2 separate regions of the Mus musculus genome follow, and region 1 is linked to region 2. A link is a contact called in public Hi-C data. All regions are on one chromosome and are shown on one strand. The core of a region is the stretch at or near the end of the contact, and the rest is flanking DNA. Distances in the headings are between cores, read along the strand shown. Region 1 holds the start of Fam20c (family with sequence similarity 20, member C). Region 2 holds the start of Gm30206 (a long non-coding RNA gene).

The links. Hi-C and Micro-C count contacts between places; a contact is called where the count stands out from the background.
Region 1: a contact with region 2 is called in a Hi-C map of neutrophils, with 1.9 times the contacts expected there. The contact joins the promoter of Fam20c here to the enhancer-like site in region 2. A contact is called at or near these places in 5 of 39 promoter capture datasets (the 3T3-L1 cell line, hippocampal neurons, liver and 1 more), 11 of 484 Hi-C or Micro-C datasets (the G1E-ER4 cell line, cumulus cells, embryonic stem cells and 5 more), 10 of 115 datasets of contacts at active chromatin or transcription factors (bone marrow-derived macrophages, embryonic stem cells, hepatocytes and 3 more) and 2 of 9 other capture datasets (adipose tissue and pancreatic islet).

What each region holds. Positions count from the first base shown.
Region 1 is chr5:138,750,386-138,757,388 of GRCm38.p6, forward strand. Fam20c (family with sequence similarity 20, member C) reads left to right here and starts at 4,696. Exons shown (of 10, transcript NM_030565.6): 1 at 4,696-5,840. The coding sequence starts at 5,251.
Region 2 is chr5:138,824,788-138,830,859 of GRCm38.p6, forward strand. Gm30206 (a long non-coding RNA gene) reads right to left here and starts at 439. Exons shown (of 3, transcript XR_377163.1): 1 at 372-439; 2 at 63-238. Within about 2 kb of position 3,269, at least 16 of the 459 cell types and tissues checked have an H3K27ac peak or open chromatin away from gene starts, as enhancers often do. A contact at or near this core is called in bone marrow-derived macrophages and neutrophils, where this site is marked.

The DNA.
Region 1 (7,003 bases), core at 3,446-5,945, 73 kb before region 2:
GGCAGATCCAAGGCTGACCAGGGTAGAGGAGAGCCTAGGAGACAGGACAGCTCTCCGATTATGCTTCTTAAGGAGTCCTGGGCCTATCTGGACTGTCCTCTACTGTTTGATAGGAATGTTTGGCATTCCACAACATATTGGTCTCAGTGGACTTTGGAGAACCTGGGGTCCCTCTGCACATGGACAGTACATCTAACACACCCAGGTCAGTCAGCCCCAGCCCACTATACACTGAAAGTTTGTTCCCTGCCCAAACTTCCCTTTGCTATGGTGCCATCCCTGCCCAGATAACTACTGCCTGGATTTTTTTTCAACCATGTCCATCATTTTAAGCAGCCATACACACCCAGCTTCTTTCTTTGTCACAGAGAGGCAGATGTTCACTGGGCCTGAGTCTTTGTGTAACCTTTATTCACCTGCAAACAGCACTGTTACTAAGGTTAGCAGTGAACCTCTAGGCAGGCCAGCCAGGGATTTATAGCTCTCCAAGATTTCAGCTGCACACAGCATCTCCTCTGACTCCAGGAGTTCCAAGAGCAATAGGCAACTGGGGGCAGAAGTCGAGAGACTGCTTGTCAGCTCACTGCTCTCAGCTGTCCCTTGGGAAAGAGCCCTCTAGAGCCCAGCTCTGATCTTATATATAGTCTGTCTCTCCCCACAGGGCTTTGCTCTCAGTTCACTGGACTCCCCAAAGTGCTTGCTCTCCTTTCACAATCCTTCTGGGGTCCTTGCTGACCCTGAGCCCGCCCTGCCCACTGCTCTGTGCTCAGCTACCTTCCTGAGTGCAGAAGGCAAGTATTGACTCAGGCAACCCAGGTCTTCCAAGGCAGATCTCCTTGACTTAAGTTGGTGGACAGATGGGTGATAGAGAGAAGTGTTCATTAAAGAGTGTTCCGAGGATTCTGTGAGTTCCTGCGTGAAGTTCAAAGCCTCACAATTCCTCAACCACCTAGCAACTGAAAATATGTGCTACCAGCATCTCCTGACTCCACCCCACTTCTCTGCTTTCTCTTATAGGTAGAAGTCAGGATAAGATGGCAAATATAGCTATAGGACACAAGAATGTACCCACACCTAAGTGTAGGGGTCCAGGATATATGCTCCAGTATGTCTACAGGGAGATGCCCTTATATGAGTACAGGGCATGAAGATATGACTGCATGAGATTAGAATAAGCTGCAACGGTGGCTCTTTGGCAAATCAGTTATTTTGTGCTGCCTTGATACACACAACAGGATCATGGAAAGCTCTGGAAACAAGAGGAGTCCCCTTCAGTGGGAGAAGATTTCTATAGACCAAGAAAACTCTCTCTCTCTCTCTCTCTCTCTCTCTCTCTCTCTCCCTCCCTCCCTCCCTCCCTCCCTCCCTCCCTCCCCCTCCCTCCCTCCCTCCCTCCCTCTCTCTCTCTCCCTCCCTCTTTCTCTCTCTCTCTCTTTCTCTCTCTTCCCTCCCCCCTCTCTCTTCTCTCTCTTCCCTCTCCTTCTCCCTCCTTCTCTCTCTACCTAGAAAAAAAAAAAAAAAACCAAGAGTCCCTCAGTAAAGGCAGGCAGGTTCAACTTTGCATGCTGCCCTGATTGGTCTCCCCACACTCGGTCTTGTTTGGGGAATAATAATACTTCATTCTCTGGGCTCTACTCCCCTCTTTGCTTTGTCCCTCTGTCCTTCAGCTGCTCAGGTTGACCTGCTGTCCTTCTTGGCTTCCTGGAGATGCACTGGGCTCTGGAATTTCTTACTTGGAGTTATTTTAGCCGTATTCCCAACATAGTCCCATCCCTCCTGGCCTAGTCCAGTTCTGACGTCTCTAGTTTTTCCTCTACTGCTTTAGTTCCTGGGACCAAACCTGCCTATGGCACGTGGAAATCCCCAGTCCATTCCTGGTTCCAGCTCTATCTGTGCCTACAGGTGTGGCGACTCAGTCCTTGGGCTCTGGTGACCCCCTATGTTCACACTATAGACTCTTCCCCTTTCTGGAACCTTCTCTACGCCTCTGTGGCCAAACTAACAACAGCAGCTAGGAACTTGGCCCCATTCTGGTTCTGTCGCCTACCCTCTCACAGCTTGCCTCGCTGGAGACACTATTTGGGAGTTACCTGTGGGGCGTCCCAAGGGAGCACCCCAAAACTGCCACTGCTTCCATCTCGCCCCCAGTCCTTCACTCAAATTCCCCACTCAGCCCCAGCTCTGTAGGCCTTCTTGTTCTGGTGTGCCTTTGCTCAGCAGTCCTTGCATAGGCACCAGATGCAGCGTGACAAAGGGGGATACTGATGCTCTAGATGGCATTAAGTGTACTGTCTCGAGGGCTTCCCTGGCCAACCTGATAAAGTAGCAGGCTTCTCTCACAGCTATACCATCCTGCTGGTAAGCCTGAACACATGACACGTTTCCCAATGGCTTATTGGAGCTCCAGCTTGGCAGAAAAAAAAAATGCTACGGAGCTATCCCCTGGGTTCTGACAGGTGCTGTATGCCAACATCAGGGTCCTCTTCAGGCAAGTGAGGTGGGGTATCTGCCCAGACAGCCATAAGGTAGAGAGGCCTAGTGAGGCTCAGCTCTTGTGTGCATGTGTGTGTGTGTGGGGGGGTGGGAATCAGTTTTTATATGTATCTGTGTGTCATCTGTGTGTGTACTTGTGTCTGTACATCTGTGTGAGTATGTCTATGCACACCTGTATGTCCATGTCACCATTTTTGACTTGTATGTCACCTCTGTGTGTATGTGTGTACCTGTGTCTGTCTCTGTGTCTGAGTCAACATGTCTATGTGCCCCTATGTGTTTGTATATCTGTGTCACCATTTTCCCTCTTGTTTCCCCATGCCTGTCATCTGTATGTGTCTCTGTGTTAATTCCTCCTCAGCTCAAAGCACTTGGGGGCACAGAGTGTGTCCCACCTTCCTCTGAGGGAGAACTATACCTTCAGAAACCTTTTCTGCATGAATCACCTTGGCCTTCTTGGGGCCTCTGGGTGGAGCTATGAGAGCAGAGCCTCTTCTGAGACCCTCTGTGAAGTGCCTGCATCCTGGGGCAGAAGGGCGGAAAGAAACAAAGGAGAGTTATGTTAGCAGACAGCAACAGGTGTTGTTGCAGAAACAGCAGGCAGGTCCACTGCATTTACACTGGCTACAGCACCCTGCTTCCTTAGGGTAGGAGCCAGAGAGCCAGGAATTCCCCTAAGAAGCCACACAGTTGTGATGAACGGACTGTCCAGGACACCAGGAGACAATGGGAAGCCCCACGAACTGATGCTCCCAGGAGCAGGTGACTCTACCCTGATGACATTCGTCTCTCTCCAGAGGTCCCAGGTTGTGGGTGCTTCCGTCCTACTCCCACCTCAGGCCCACCATCTCCACACACAAACTCATTGTCTGTGTGAGTGGGAGGGCCGGATGAATGCAGAATGCCTCAGTTTTCATGATGTAAGCCATACCTTCTTGGGGAGTGCACCTCTATTAAGACCCCACCCACTGCACTCTTGGGTTTCCACTATGCTGCCCAACACAGGCATCAGCTCCTGTTACAGGAGTGTGGAACTCCACCCTCTCTTCCTTTCTAAAGGCCTAGGAGGCACCTTTGCTGACCAGCTAGCTGGCTGCGACTCTCTTCGTCCCTAACAAGCAGCTAGTGGGTGTCTACTGAACGTCAACTAACACAGACTTGTCGCTGAATCTTCAGAAAGAACATGAGTTGTGCACTTGATTCATAGAGAACTCGAGCTGAGAGCATTCCAGGGCCGGGGAGCACAGCCAAGAGAGCATGACAAAGAGGGGCTCCGTAGAGCACAGACTCCGCCCCTCAGTCCCTTACACAGCAGTTGGCTTGGGCTGCTGTGGAAATCTGCAGGTGCTTGAAGCCCTGAGGTCTGCTCAGCTTGTGGATCTGTGGCTGACCCTCTCACGCTTACCTTCCCAGAATTTTAGCAGAAATTCCCAGAGATTCCTACTTCCTACTAGGGGTTGGGGATCCAGAAGCCCTGTGGCCACAAATGAAGCCACGTGGTGAAAGCAGATCTCTTTTTACTGTGCACCCCGATTTAGCATCCCAGAGGGCAGGCAGCGAGACGCGCCCCGCCCACCGCCCGCGCATCCGCGCCACTCAGCCAGGCTCCGCGCGGCGCCGCCAGGGTTAAGGCGCAGGCGTGTCCCCTGGGGTGGGGTGGGCCCGGCAGCCTTGCCGAGCTTCTGGAGTCCCATCGGATCGGGGGCCCAACGCGCTCCTCCGCCGTTCTCTCCGCCGCGTGGCAACGTCGTCTCTTCGTCCTCCACCTAGTGGGCTGCGGGTACCCGAGGTGCCAGGACACCGCCCGGAGAGGAGCTTGTCCGGCCGCGCAGACGCCCCGCGGGCTTCGGGGAGGGACTTGGCCTGTTTTCTGGCCTCCACTCGCCGGGGAGGAGCTGTGCGGCTGCAACTGGCGGCGCGTGGAGCTTCAGGGACGCAGGCTACCAGGCCGAGAGCCGCGCGCACAGGGCCGAAGCCACCGCTGCCTGCGGGTTCCCAGCCGGGCCTCTCTGGCTCCCGGCTCAGCGCGGAGGAGGCGCGGCGACACCGCGGGGCGCGGCCAAGGGGGAGGAGAGAGGGGAGCGCGGGCTAGCGCCGGGCCGGCCGGGCCTCGCGGGGCCACGGCTCCGCCAATCTGCGGGCGCTGACGCGGGGGGCGGCTCCGGCGCGCTCGGATATCAGCGGGCCGGGCGCGGGGCGCCTGGAGCTAGGCGGTGCGGGCGCTGCGCTCCGGGTCGGCCTGCTGCACCTGCCAGATCGTCGCCTCTCCCTGCGCGCCCCCTCGCGCTCCCCTTCTCGCCTCTGTCTCTCCAGCCCGGTCTCCCAGCCTCAGCCTGACAGAACAGAGGAGCCGCTTTGTCGCCTGCCCAGGACCCGGCATGGCCCAGCGGGAGCACCGCGCTCTGGATCGGATCTGTCGCGCCTTGGACGGGATGAACAGCCGCGCCTTCTGCTTACACGCCCGCTGAGTGTGGTCGCCGTCCCGGAGACCCTCGTACGCCCCTGCGTTCCCTGTCACCACTGCCACCCGCTCCACCGACGAGGGCCGCTGGCCGCCCCCCGAAATGGCCTGGAGAGCTGGTGCTTTGGTGGCGGTTGTCCTTCACGACGTCCAAGTCTGGGGACAGCCCCCGAGCTGCTAGCTGCTAGTACACTGAATGGACCTTGACCCGCGGGTCGTTGCGGGCTTGGTGCCAAGCTGAGGGGCACCGGTGGAGCGCGCGTCCCGAACCCCCCAGCCCGCTGGCCTGCGCGGCCATGAAGATGATACTGGTGCGCAGGTTTCGCGTGCTCATCCTGGTAGTATTCCTACTGGCTTGCGCTTTGCACATTGCTGTTGACCTGCTACCCAAGCTGGACCGACGCGCCACGCGATCCTCCGGGGAGCCCGGTTGCTCCTGCGCTCAGCCGGCAGCAGAGGCAGCTGGTCCAGGCTGGGCCCAGGCAAGGAGCAGACCGGGGGAGTCCGCCGGTGGCGACGCAGGCTGGCCCAACAAACACACACTGCGCATCCTGCAAGACTTCAGCTCAGATCCAGCCTCTAACCTAACCTCCCACTCCTTGGAGAAGCTGCCTTCTGCAGCAGAGCCGGTGGATCACGCTCCGCGGGGTCAGGAGCCCCGTTCCCCGCCACCCCGTGACCCAGCGCATCGGCCGCTGCTTCGAGACCCGGGGCCCCGACCGCGGGTACCGCCCCCTGGCCCCAGCGGGGACGGATCGCTCTTAGCCAAGTTGTTTGAGCACCCTCTCTACCAGGGGGCTGTGCCTCCTCTGACAGAGGACGACGTCCTGTTTAATGTGAACAGCGACATCAGGTTTAACCCCAAGGCAGCAGAGAATCCTGACTGGTGAGCAGAGAAGAGGAGGTTTGGGGTGGGGCTAGCGCGTCCGACCCTTCGGGAATAAAGACACCCCACTAGAAAGCTATTTCACACGCCAGGCATTTTGTGTACCTTTGGGGGACCCTTAGAAGAGGCTGGTAGGGATCCCTGGTGGGCGGGGCAGATGTGCCTCTTGCCTTTGTCTTCACAATGATTCTAGGGAGAACGGTTTGGGAAGCTCCCAGTGCCCTGGTGTGGGAAGCTGGCGGCCCACCAGAAGCCAGGAGAGCCCAGTGCTCCACCTACAAGGAAGCATGCTGGCCAGCCCTGGCGATGGCTGAGGAAGCAGATGAATGAATATGTTGGAGAGCCAGCCAGGGAGAGTGGGAGCAGCCTTCCCCTGGGAGGGGTTGGGCTTCTGGCTCTGAGAGCGATGGGGTGAGCTGTTCAGGGTGGACGTCTCCAGAAGGCCTGAATGTACCTAATAAGTCTTTTAAATGCAGTCACGGGGACAAAAGCGGCTGAGGAGTGCTGTTGGCAGTGTGGAGGCCTTCCTTTGTGGCCACCCTGCCTGGAGGAAGGTAAACCATCCTGGAGTTGTCTTCCGAGCTTTGTGCCCACCCCCACCCCCACAGCTGCACAGATCCAAATAAGCCCAACAGAGTGAAATATTAACCACCAGCTGGCTAGAGCAAATAACCTGCAAAGGTCCCCGGGCAGCAGAGAGAGAGTCACCAGTCCAAAACAACCTCAGAAATCCTTTCTCTCCCTGGAATAGGACCAGGCCCTGTGCCTTGTGCCTGCCCATGCGAGCTTTTTGGTTCCTTCTGGACTTCGCTGGCCAGAAACCATCAAGCAACGGCCCGCTGAAAGAGTGGAGAGGGTGTGGCATCTCGGAAGGCTCTAGCCCTCCTTTCGATTCTAGTGTAGACAGACTGGAGTTGAAGGATCCTCACCTGCCAGTGAAGCAGAGCTAAAGCAGCCCCTCTTCCCCTCCAGCCTCGCAGACTCCCAGAGGGTCTGTTCTTCATTCAAACAAGCTCATGGCCAGAGAAAGCAGAGCTAGAGTGATTGGCTCCATCATCCTGTCCTCCCCACCTTATGGCTGCACTCGTTAAAATCAGATTTAGGCCTGTGCATCATTCCTGCCCCTGTTCTTTGGAACAAAGGCAGAAAGCTGGGGAGGTTTC
Region 2 (6,072 bases), core at 2,019-4,518:
GGCTTCCCTCCCCAACCCCCCAATTTCCCCCCAGCCTCCCCCGACCACCACAGTTTCCTCACCAAAGTCAGGTTCTCTCCCACCTTCTGAATTATGATACTACAAGGAAGTCTTCCTGCCCCAGGGCAGGCCTGGGTTGTGAGGTCAAAGTGTGCGTGTCTCAAAGCCAGGGTCCCAGAAGATCTCAGCACATACAGTCTAAGCTTAGAACATGGGCTGGAGCCTGCGTCTCTCCAAACTGTAAAAGTGAATGTAGGCATTGTGGAACCCATGGTTGTCCTGTGTCTCTTCCAATGCCCAGGTCCATCTTTGTCTGACCCCTACTATCCCGGATATACCCTGTCCCCACCTATGCCAGCCATTGACTCTACCTGGGCAGTTTCCAGATGGTCCCCTAGGTAGGTGCTGTTGAAATCTGTTGCTCTGCCCCATGCAGAATGTTTACTGACTCAAATCTGAGAAATCGACTTCTGTAGTTTGGAATTCTGACCTTTGAGCAGATGTTGGCATACATTCCTTGGGCAGCTAATCAGTGGGAGCCATCAAAGGTCTCGTGGGGAACAGAGAAGGCAGTGCCTGGACTGGAGAGAGGCTGAAGGTGTCCTTCCTGGTCAGGCTAGAGGATCTGTAGGAAAGCTACTGCAGCACAAGACCATCTGCCCAGGTGCATGGTGACAGGGCCACCCTTGCACAGTAGAGGGGGGGGGCATGCTGGGAAGCTATCCCCTGCAGCACTGCGGGCACACAGGTTGGGAGAAGAAGAAGTAAAAGGACATTAGTCACCCACAGGAGCCTGGACACCCCACCACGTGGTCCAAGGACAGGCAGAGAGGTCTCCTTGTCACAGCAGCAAAAACCAGCGTGTGCCAAATTTTCTCTCTGCCTGCCACTGCTCTGAGCATCTCATTTCAAGGGTGCCAGGAACCTGGGGTTAGAAATACTGTCTGTGGGGACTGGAGAGATGGCTCAGCGGTTAAGAGCACTTACTCTTCTTCCTGAGGCCTTGAGTTCAATTCCCAGCAACCACATGGTGGCTCACAATCATCTATAATGAGATCAGATGCCCTATTCTGGTGTGTCTGAAGACAGCTATAGTGTACTCATATACATAAATAAATAAAATCTTTTTAAAAAGAGAGAAAGAAATACTGTCTGCTGAGCTGGAGAAGTGGCTCGGAGGTTAAGAACATGTACTGTTCTTCTAGAAGGCCTGAGTTGGGCTCCCAGCATCCACACCCTCAAGGCCACCTGTAACTACAGTTCCAGGGGATACAACGCTTTCCTCTATCCTCCGTGGGCACCTGCACTGTGTGCATAGCCACACAGAGAGAGCATGCATTTCTAGAATTAAAAGTAAAAACCAATCTATGGCAGGGCTTGGTGCTGCACACCTTTAATCTCCACACTTGGGAAGCAGGGGCAGACGGATCTCTGGGAGTTCCAGGTCAGCCTAGGCTACACAGTGAGTTCCAGGCTAACCAGAGCTGCATAGTAAAATCTTATCTCAAAAACATAACAAAACAAAAACCTGTTTTGATGACTCAGTGGGTAAGGTGTCTGCTTTCCTACATTGCACATTCACACAGTAGAAGGAAAATACCAACGCTTGAATGCTGTCCCTTGACATCCATGTACTCTGTGACAATCTACCCAAATATGCACAATCACACAGCATAAGTAAATGCAATATTGTGAAAAACAGGACATGCTATCTACTAGCTGAATCACTATTCAGACGATAAGGTGACCTGGAACAGTCCAGAACCCCCACTGTGGCTCAGCTGCTGGTCTGCTGCTGCACCATGACCAGCCACTTTCTCAGGAGGAGTTACATCAAAAAGGGGAAGAAGAAGGGAAGGAAGGAAGGAAGGAAGGAAGGAAGGAAGGAAGGAAGGAAGGAAGGGAGGGAGGGAGGGAGGAAAAGGAGGGGAGGGGAGAAAATGGAGGGAAGGAGAGGGGAGGACAGGGAAGGGGAGGGAAGGAGAGGGGAGGACAGGGGAGGGGAGGGGAGGACAGGGGAGGGGAGGACAGGGGAGGGGAGGACAGGGGAGGGGAGGGGAGGGGAGGACAGGGGAGGACAGGGGAGGGGAGGGGGGAGAGGAGGGGAGGGGAGGGGAGGGGAGGGGAGGGGAGGGGAGGGGAGGGGAGGGGAGGGGAGGGGAGGGGAGGGGAGGGGAGAAAAGGGCTTGGCCTAATGGCTTGTAATATGATTTTTTGTTGTTGTCCAAACAAACAAACAAACAATCTGTGAACAGTTTCAAAATTACGTTTTCATTTTCATAGTGCACAAAATGCCAGTCACATCCTGGGCAAAAAGTGCCTGGTCCTCACGCTGTCCCACTGTGCAGGAGGGACAGTCCCCAAACCAGTGCAGAGCTTGTGAGGCCCAACAGAAATTAACAGGCTCTTGTATGCACCAGTACAATTACATTCCGGCCAGCTTTAGGCGACTTCAAACCCAGGTTCCAAATAAGATGTGCGTTCACTGAACTGAAACACGGGGTATTAGATTTATAATAAACACAGAGAGAGGTCACATGGTGCTGCCATTTCTCAAGAGGAAATTAAATGAGAATGTCAGGACTTTATTCGGCTTGGCCCTGTGCTCTGTGTAGAATCCAGGTGACAAAGAAGAGCCCTCAGCTAAGGGTGATGCAGCCATCCCCATCTTCACCCAGCTTGGGGACCTGCCACATCCCGGGCTCTGTCACTGGACCTCTCGATGTAGTCCAGGCTGGCCTCTCACTTGAAATAATTCTGTCTCTGCCTCCAGAGCGTTGATATCACAGTTGGGTTTACATTTTCTTTTGAGACAGAGGTAGTCTTGAACCGGGGACCATCCTGCCTCTGCCTCCCAGATGCTCACAGTACAGGTGTGCACCACCACGCCCAACTTCAGGCTCTTTCTGTGTCTTCCTACCCCAATCTGCACTCAGAATAGAATCCAGAGCCTTACACCTGCTAGGCAAGTATTGTGACATTGATCTGAGTCCCCAACTCCCAGACTTTCTTTGTAAGTGTCAGTGGAATTCAAGGAGCAAGGGATATGTGACTGTTTTGGAGGCCACATATTCCATCCTCCTGGACCTCTTGCAATCCCTGAACTGGTGAGAGGACCCCCACTGAGAACTACTCTGCCCTCCAGAGCACATCTGCTGCAGTGCCCCCCAGGGCCTCCACCTCTTATTAACCTCGAATGTAGATGTGGTTGGTCGTGGCTGGAAGGAACTGGGTAGCTTTGCTCCCCAGACAGGAAGTTAGATGAGCAAGACAGCTCTTTCCTGACCAGGGTGACCTCTGAACTTGGGAGGCAGGGACAGCAGCTGGGACTCTGTACAAATCAAGGGATGGCTAAGCCACTGGAAGAAAGGCTGGGCACGGGGCACTGGGATCACTGCAGGAACCTAAGAGTCCAGCAAGGGACCCAGAAGGCCTTGCTAGCCTTTGCCTCTCTGGAAGGTCCCTGAAACAACAAAAGCCAGTCTGCAGGCAGCATCAGCCAGGGGAAGATTGGACCCTTCATGTGGGGTTTACCAGGAGAGTGGCCTTACCTAGCAACCTGAGTGAATGTTCTCTTCAGACAGGTGAAGCTGAGGCGTATGGAGATCAGTCAGGCCTCCACGTTCCCAGTCTAGCTGCATCCAAGTAGAAGAGATTTATGCTTTCTCCCACCCAGGCCACCAATTCCACTTGTCCCCAGCCAGCATTTCCTGGGTACGGAAGCTCTCACCATGCCCCTGTAATGCCTGAGTGCAGGTAGACTCAGCTGGCCGGGGGACCTGCATGTCCAGCAGAAGTGCAAGGGCAGGCCGAGTGGGTATACGTCCTCAACACCAGCACACAGGGTGCAGATCCAGGCACTGATACAAGCACACAGATTCACATGCTTGGACACACACAAGTGGAAGTGTATACATGTGCACACAAAAACACACAGCGATGCTCTGTCCTGCCCTAGGCCACAGAGACCTGGCCTCAGAAGGCTGTGTCCCTGCACTTAAAAGCCACAGGGGTGTTTATGAAGCCAGCAGAGAAGGAAGGCATTACAACAAGGGATTGCATCTGTGAGGCAGGAAGTGTTACAGCATACACCTATACATACACAGCGCAGACATGCACATCACACACCTGCAGTCACGTGTACGTACACACACATACACACACATGTAACACATTTGATCACAGACCAGAGGCCCAGCATGTTTGAAAAACATATGGAAGAGCAAGGATGGCAGCCAGGCCATCAGGAGGGAATGGCGTCTGGTCCAGGGTAGGCTGCTGGCTCTCTCTGACCTGCTGCTGTCACGTCACGCCTCCTGCCTCACACATGCAATCCCTTGTTGTAATGCCTTTCTCCTCTGCTCAGCCTCATAAACACCCCTGTGGCTTTTAAGTGTGGGAACACATCCTTCTCAGCCCAGGCCTCTGTGGCCTAGGGCAGGACAGAGCTTCCAGCCCAGGCAGGACAGTGAACAGCAACAGCAGTGAGCAGTGGGATGCTTCATCACCTCCCTCCATAGGTATGGAGACCTGCCTCAGAGACTTGTGGATCCAGGTGAGTGATTGGCTCTAGGGTCTGGGTCACACGGGACATAGGCTAAGAGAAGGAACAGGAGCACACTAGAAACAAATGTCCCCAGCTTCCACATCCTTGCCATCCACACTTCCTGGACCTAGGTCTGTCCCAACACAGGGTAGGTGCTGGAACGTGCTTTCCCTCAAAAGCCCTGGGCGCACAGATGTGGGTCAGTGTTTCCAGACACGAAGGCAGAACGAGCCACATGTGTTCAGAGCTTCTGAGACGTCTGGAATGATTTCTCGGTTTTCTGTTTAGATAAACTGACTGGGACAGATGTTGGCCTAGAATCTCCAGCCTCCAACTGTCCCCTGTCAGCTCATGGACCCCGGTCCACTGAGGCTGAAGGCCACTTGAGGTAGGGATTGATCTAAGACTAGGTCAGGAGAGCTAGGGGCAGGGCTGTGGCAAGGTCCAGTCCTGTCCACAGGCTAGACAGGAGCCATGCTCTCCCTATGAGCGGCCCCTTAGCTTCCTAAGACGGCCTGCTTTCCACTCCCAGCCCCATCTGCTCCCACAAACCTCAGATCACCTACATATACCCTCAGCCCTTGAAGCTTGTGGGATTTTCAGCCCTGACTCTGATTCTGAACCAATAGGGAGGCAGATCTGTCCCCATGCTACGGGTGAGGAGTCTGTCTGTCCAGCCCCTGTGACAACCTTCCCAGGCCAACTCCACCCATCTTCATTCTTTGCTGGTACATGACCACCCACACTGATTGATCTGTCAGCCCACATTCCCACCCTCACAGAATGGTTTAAGATCATATGGCCTGATAGTCATATGACCCCCAAAGCAGCAGACTAGACCCCAGTCCTGTGACTTCTATTGTGAGGGTAGGGAAGAAGGATTTTCTGCTGGGTAGATTAGGGTCTGGAACTACACAAGGAAAGCCTATCAGAAAATGGCCTGCATGAAACTAGATACTAGATGGAGCGATGGAGACACCTTGATCCAGCCATGCCTGAAGGTAGAATTCTTCTCCAGCTACCTGCCATAGTCATTCTCTATTGGGTTATGGCAAGTGGCTACAGTCGGATACCTCCAGCTGATACCCATCAGTCCTTGGGGCTCCATTCACCTGGGAAATGTCTATATAATTCTAGCTACACTGGTATATAAAATAGACACAAAATTTTAAATTTATTGATAATAAATTATAGGTAAGCCTATTCTCAAACAAGTCTTTGGTATACATATAATATTTATACACACACATATATATACATATATATGTGTATATATATATACATATATATATCACATATAGCAATACTATATTGGCATATATAATAATTTACCTTTTGATGAAGATTAAACAAATTTGCATACTAGTGAGATGGTATTATTATATAAATGGTATTGCTGTTTGTTTTGTTTTGTTTTGTTTGTTTGTTTTGTTTTGTTTTGTTTTTGAGACCAAGTCTCTCTGTACATCCCTGGCTATCCTAGAACTCATTCTGTAGACTAGGTTGTCCTCCAGCTCAGAGGCCTA